Regions from separate parts of the Zea mays genome. Here region 2 is linked to region 1. A link is a contact called in public Hi-C data. All regions are on one chromosome and are shown on one strand. Each heading gives the region's core, a stretch centred on a gene start, on an enhancer-like site or on the middle of the called end of the contact. The rest is flanking DNA. Distances are from core to core; before and after follow the strand shown.

Evidence for each region. A called contact is a pair of places that touch in the nucleus more often than the background predicts.
Region 2: a contact with region 1 is called in a Hi-C map of leaf, with 6 times the contacts expected there. The contact joins the promoter of LOC606411 here to the promoter of LOC103655002 in region 1. A contact is called at or near these places in 7 of 25 Hi-C or Micro-C datasets (bundle sheath, ear, endosperm and 2 more).

What each region holds. Positions count from the first base shown.
Region 1 is chr4:249,890,172-249,892,901 of Zm-B73-REFERENCE-NAM-5.0, reverse strand. It overlaps LOC103655002 (uridine kinase-like protein 3), which reads left to right and starts at 1,340. Exons shown (of 15, transcript XM_008681824.3): 1 at 1,340-2,138; 2 at 2,235-2,326; 3 at 2,602-2,671. The coding sequence starts at 2,003. It overlaps LOC103656057, which reads right to left and starts at 307. Exons shown (of 4, transcript XM_020552393.1): 1 at 221-307; 2 at 49-127. The coding sequence starts at 307.
Region 2 is chr4:250,056,669-250,059,398 of Zm-B73-REFERENCE-NAM-5.0, reverse strand. It overlaps LOC606411 (protein disulfide isomerase 3), which reads left to right and starts at 1,366. Exons shown (of 11, transcript NM_001112286.1): 1 at 1,366-2,131; 2 at 2,542-2,707. The coding sequence starts at 1,454. LOC100283738 (hsc70-interacting protein) reads right to left here and starts at 1,108. Exons shown (of 11, transcript NM_001156637.2): 1 at 882-1,108; 2 at 739-787; 3 at 287-451; 4 at 95-182. The coding sequence starts at 991.

The DNA.
Region 1 (2,730 bases), core at 91-2,590:
TGTTGTTGTTGTTGTTGCTGTTAGTGAGGACATAAATGAGCAGCATACCGTGGTAGTAGTCGACCCAGCACAAGCACCTCTCACCGATGGTGACGACGACATCAGTCCTAAACGAGTAGAGGTTGATCTTCATGTCGGGTGGGATCTACAGCTTCTCGACACTCTATTTCATTTCAACATCGGAGGCAGAAGGGGAATGGTGCAACAAGTAGAGTTGGACCTCTAGGTTGAAATGGTAGGTGAGATCTGCCACCGTGAATCCGCCCTTGTCTCCATGGCAGAGGATGCTCATGTCTTCTTCCATCATGATACACTGCTGCTGGCACCGGTGTAGTTGTAACCACTTATCAAACTCGGGGTCGGTGTGGACGCCGTCGAAGCAAGCGGAAGCCGAGTAAGGGATGACGACGACGAGGAGCACGAGTAGACGTAGTCGTGAGGAAAGTAGACTATTTTACTCCAGCAACAAGGATCGTCGAAGGGGACAGACACCTGGAAGAGAATGGAGCTGCGGTGGGCGGCGATGGTGACAGGCTCCGTCATGCGGTCAATGGTTGGAATGCTGGTCTAATGGATGTAGAAATGGGACACCAGGGGGTCGGTGATCCGGAGGGAGACACGGATCGACCGACCGACACACTCGTGGGTGAACGCCGAGGTCGTCGCATCCCCGCACCGCTTCCGACTGCGATGGACGATGCGGTCGAGGATCAACCAACTACGGTCTCCGGTCGCCGGCATCGGAGGATAAGGATTAGTCCACCATGGAGCGAGCGACAGTGAAGATGGAGGCGGAGACGACTTGCTCAGCTCCAAACCGGGATCCCTCGTCGGAGAGACGCCTTTTGCTGGGAGGCGAGGGCTCCCTTCTATGATGTCGGTGGAATTGAGGTACGGGTGTTGGGACCTGTAAACTGCTAGTGAAAAAGGGACGAATCCTGAATGAAACTTGAACCAAAGAAACTGAATACACTGAATTCAGTTACATATAAGCGCGTCGACTTCTGGCGACCGGCCCGTCTCACGCCTCGGCAGCTCACCGGTGGCTAGGGATGGCAACGTGCACATTTTACCCGCGTGCCCGCGGGTAAAAACCCTATAGGGTGCGGTTTTGGGTGTGAGTTTGTACCCGTGGGTACGGGTTTGATTCTCAACCGACGGTTTTTTTTTTCTCGTGGGTATGAAAATGTTCTACTCGTGCCCGCAAACCCGCATACCTGCGTGTGTGTCTGTGTAGACTGTAGAGCACATGCATCTCAATTTAGTGCCACCCCGAAAGCTTTGAGCGAGCGGAGCCAATCAAATGATATAAAAGAAGACTACATGCGCCAGAGAACTCGTAGAACTTTTGGCTAAGATCGGTACATGTTTTTATCAGTTTAATAAATATTTATTATTATGTGCTATCAGTTTAATAAATATTTATTTTATGACTATGCCCGCGGGTGCCATAAACCTGCGGGTAGCGGATTTAGGTAATATATACTATCCGTCACAAGTAGCAGGTGCGTGTTTAACATTAATCTCACCGGTACGAGTCTGTAATCTATGTATCCGCGGGTTTTAACCCGTTGCCATCGCAACCGGCGGCAAAAGGGACGCCGAGCAGTCGACGGGAATACGAGCAGAATTCCCAATACCAAGGACCAACTGAATTCCCGACGCGGGCTTGGTGGGCTGGGCCAGCGAATTGACGGTGGGCCTGCTCGCGAGCGCTGTCTCTGACGTCACCAATCCCTATCCTATTTTTTTTTCTTCTCAACAAGAAAGCAAATTCCCTGTCCGAATCCTCATTTTCCACGAACCAAAATCACTATTTCTTATATATTCTATTCCCTCTCCTCTCTGCACCGCCCGCCGCGCCGAGCACGCCTCTCCCTCCCTCGATCCAGATCCACCCCATACCTCCGCGGCGCCACCCCTTCCCGCTCCTTCTAGCCGGCGTCGGCGCGGGCCGGAGATCTGTTTTCTCCGGTAGGAAAAATCCTATTGCGATCTAAATATGGGTTCGAAATCGGTAGACGAGGTGCTCGACGCCGCCGCCGCCGGAGTCCATTACTCCGCACTCCGTCTGGACGGCCAGGCTTCCGCAACGACGTCTGGCCTGGAGAACGGCCACCAGGAGCCCTTTGTCATTGGTTGGTATATATACTTTTGATTGATTGATTGATGAGTATGGCGTAGCCTGTTGGCCCTGAATGCGGCATGCCCTAATGTGGTGGTTTTGGGCGCAGGTGTTGCTGGGGGTGCATCGTCAGGCAAGAGTACCGTGTGCAAGATGATCATTGATCAGCTCCGTGACCAGCGTGTCGTGGTTGTTACGCAGGTTTGTGCATTACTGCTTTGCTCTCATCTTGCAGCATATGTGCATTCTACCAACACACTTTGTTGTTCAACATTACTGACCAAAACACCATGGGGCTACATTGGTAACTATGCCCTTTTCATGCTACATTATCACGATGTCATGCCACACTTTTTCCAATCTTTTATAACTACAAGCAACGAGATTGCCCTTTTCATGCTAGATTTTCACGTTGCCATGCCACCCTATTTCCAATCTCTTATAACTACAAGCAATGAGATTACAATTTTTTGCAGGAGTCCTTTTATTATGGATTGACGGATGAAGAATTAGTACATGTCCATAATTATAACTTTGATCATCCAGGTCGATTCATCCTTCCACAAGAATTATATGTACTGTCCTACTAGCCCCAAGAGTTCTGC
Region 2 (2,730 bases), core at 117-2,616, 170 kb before region 1:
AATGACACGGATTGAAGAGTCGTGCATGATCGAGATGGCCATAAGCCAAGGGGCAGAAGAGTATGATTCCAGAGAGGGGGAAGATGGAGAGTACCTTCAGAAATTGCTTCCATAGCCTTGCCTTTTGCTTCTTGGGAAGCATCACGGTTTTCCTCAGTCACCTCCACTGAAGGATTTCCCATCTGTCATGGCACAAAAAAAACCTTAGCAGCACATCTACCTTGTCGCTAGGATCCTAACAGAAGGGAAAGAGGACATGTTAGTGGCAAGAGAATAGAGTGGTTACCTTCTGTGGTGGGTCATCATGGTCAGACTGTACAATTTCTCCTTCGAGCTCAAGATCAGACTCAACAATCTCTTCATCGAGCTCGTCTCGCTCAGGAGTGGGATCCCTCATATCCAAATCGTCGTCGTCATCACCGTCGTCATCAATGTCGTCCATGGAAGATCTCTGCAGCGCAAAATTGCATATGAAAAAGCAAGGACTCGAGAAAGAACCTTGGATGGGCAACACACGACAAGGAAGTCATAAGTGTCTTGTGAATGATACGGAGTGGGTAAAGAAATTCAGCATTTTTTTCTCTGCGCCCTAGTAATTTCACTTGAAGTGCCATACAAAATATAACATGCTTTGCAAAGAAGATTATTTCCCTCCCTCCCTCTCTCTTAAAAAAAAGAAGGATCCGAGCAGATACTTACGCGGGGTGGATAGAGGAGAAGATGGATGGGTAATGTTACCTTGGGACTTTCGAAAGAGGGGGCGGCGGCGGGAATTTTGGCACCCAAACTGCAAAAAAACGGGGGCTCCTACGATCAGAAAGAATGAAGGACGATGGGGGCGAATCGAAAGATATAGCGAGGAGGGGGGGTGAGAGATGGACCTCTGGAGGTAATCCCGGAAGAAGGAGAGGTTGGGGTCGGCGAGGAGCGAAGGATTCTTCTTGCACGCCTCGACGAAGTCGCGAAGCTCGCGGAGCTTGGAGGCATCCATGGTCTTGTTTCCCTTCCCTTAGCTAGGGTTTAGTTAGGGCCGTGTTCCTTCCTTGACGATGGAGTGGAGAGGGGAGAAGGGGAGGGGAAGTCACGTGATTCGCTGGCGGTGGCGGCTGCTGCTACCTTCTACTTCTAGTGCCTTCTACGCTTCCCCCGCAAGGCCGCGACACACCAGGATGGGCCGCTCCTAGGTGGGTGGTATGGGCTGGGAATGGCTTGCTTGCTTGCCTCCTGAAGGCCAGGCCCATGAAAAGGAAGCCAGGTCCACGAAAGGGAAGGGAAGTCACGTGACAGACATGAGGAGTTGACTGACTGATATACTCGGACGCCGCCGGAGAAGATGGCCTGCCCACTGCTCAGTCCACTGCCCAGCACGGATCTCATCTCACCAGCTGCCCGCGCATCCAATTCCTCTCGCTGGACGGCTGCAGCACATCATCAGGTGAGACCGTGAGAGGGAATGGGATCAACAACAATGTCCCCTCCATCTTTTCCCGTCGTCCTCCTGCTCCTCCTCCTCGCCACCATAGCCGCAGCCGCCGGAAGCAACATGGATGAGGAGGTGGTGGACGACCTCCAGTATCTTATTGACAACTCCGACGACATCCCCACCAACGATCCCGACGGGTGGCCTGAGGGAGACTACGACGACGACGACCTTCTCTTCCAAGATCAGGACCAGGACCTCACAGGCCACCAGCCGGAGATCGACGAGACCCACGTCGTGGTCCTCGCCGCCGCAAACTTTTCCTCCTTCCTCGCCTCCAGCCACCATGTTATGGTTGAGTTCTACGCACCTTGGTGTGGCCACTGCCAGGAGCTCGCCCCGGATTACGCCGCCGCCGCCGCGCATCTCGCCGCTCACCACCACCAGGCCCACCTCGCCCTTGCCAAGGTCGACGCCACCGAGGAAACCGACCTCGCCCAGAAGTACGACGTCCAGGGCTTCCCCACCATCCTCTTCTTCATCGATGGCGTCCCCAGAGGCTATAACGGAGCCAGGACCAAGGAAGCCATCGTCGACTGGATCAACAAGAAGCTCGGCCCAGCCGTGCAAAATGTCACCAGCGTCGACGAGGCCCAGAGCATACTCACCGGAGATGACAAAGCCGTCCTTGCCTTCCTCGACACACTATCCGTATGAACGATCCGTTACCCTTCCCTCTTTTTTACATTTTACTTCCTAGTTCCTACACTTTGACAGGCACTAAACACCTTCCAAATCCAATTAATCTTCAGTTTAGCTGATAATATCCATACAACACATACTTAAACCTGAAAGGGCACAACAGCTACTGTAGGATTTTTCTATGAGGAAGGAACCAAGCCTGCTTCTTATATATACTGGTTTTTTTTTTATCACAGTTCAATAATATAACCTGCAAGTAATGATAAATGTTCTACTTCCATGTCCTGAGGACCAATGTTAATGGCTGAAAGTAGATCACAACAGCAAAAGTGGTTAGTAGGTGATTACTTGTATGTTGAGACCTTGGACCCTTTTTCTAATTATGGGAGCTTCTTTCTTTTCAAATGCTATATATATAGGGTGCTCACAGTGATGAGCTTGCTGCTGCTTCGAGGCTGGAAGATAGCATCAACTTTTATCAGACTTCGACTCCTGATGTTGCTAAGCTTTTCCATATCGATGCAGCAGCGAAGCGTCCATCCGTAGTGCTGCTGAAGAAAGAGGAGGAGAAGTTGACCTTCTATGGTAGGTGCCTTCATCTCTAACTT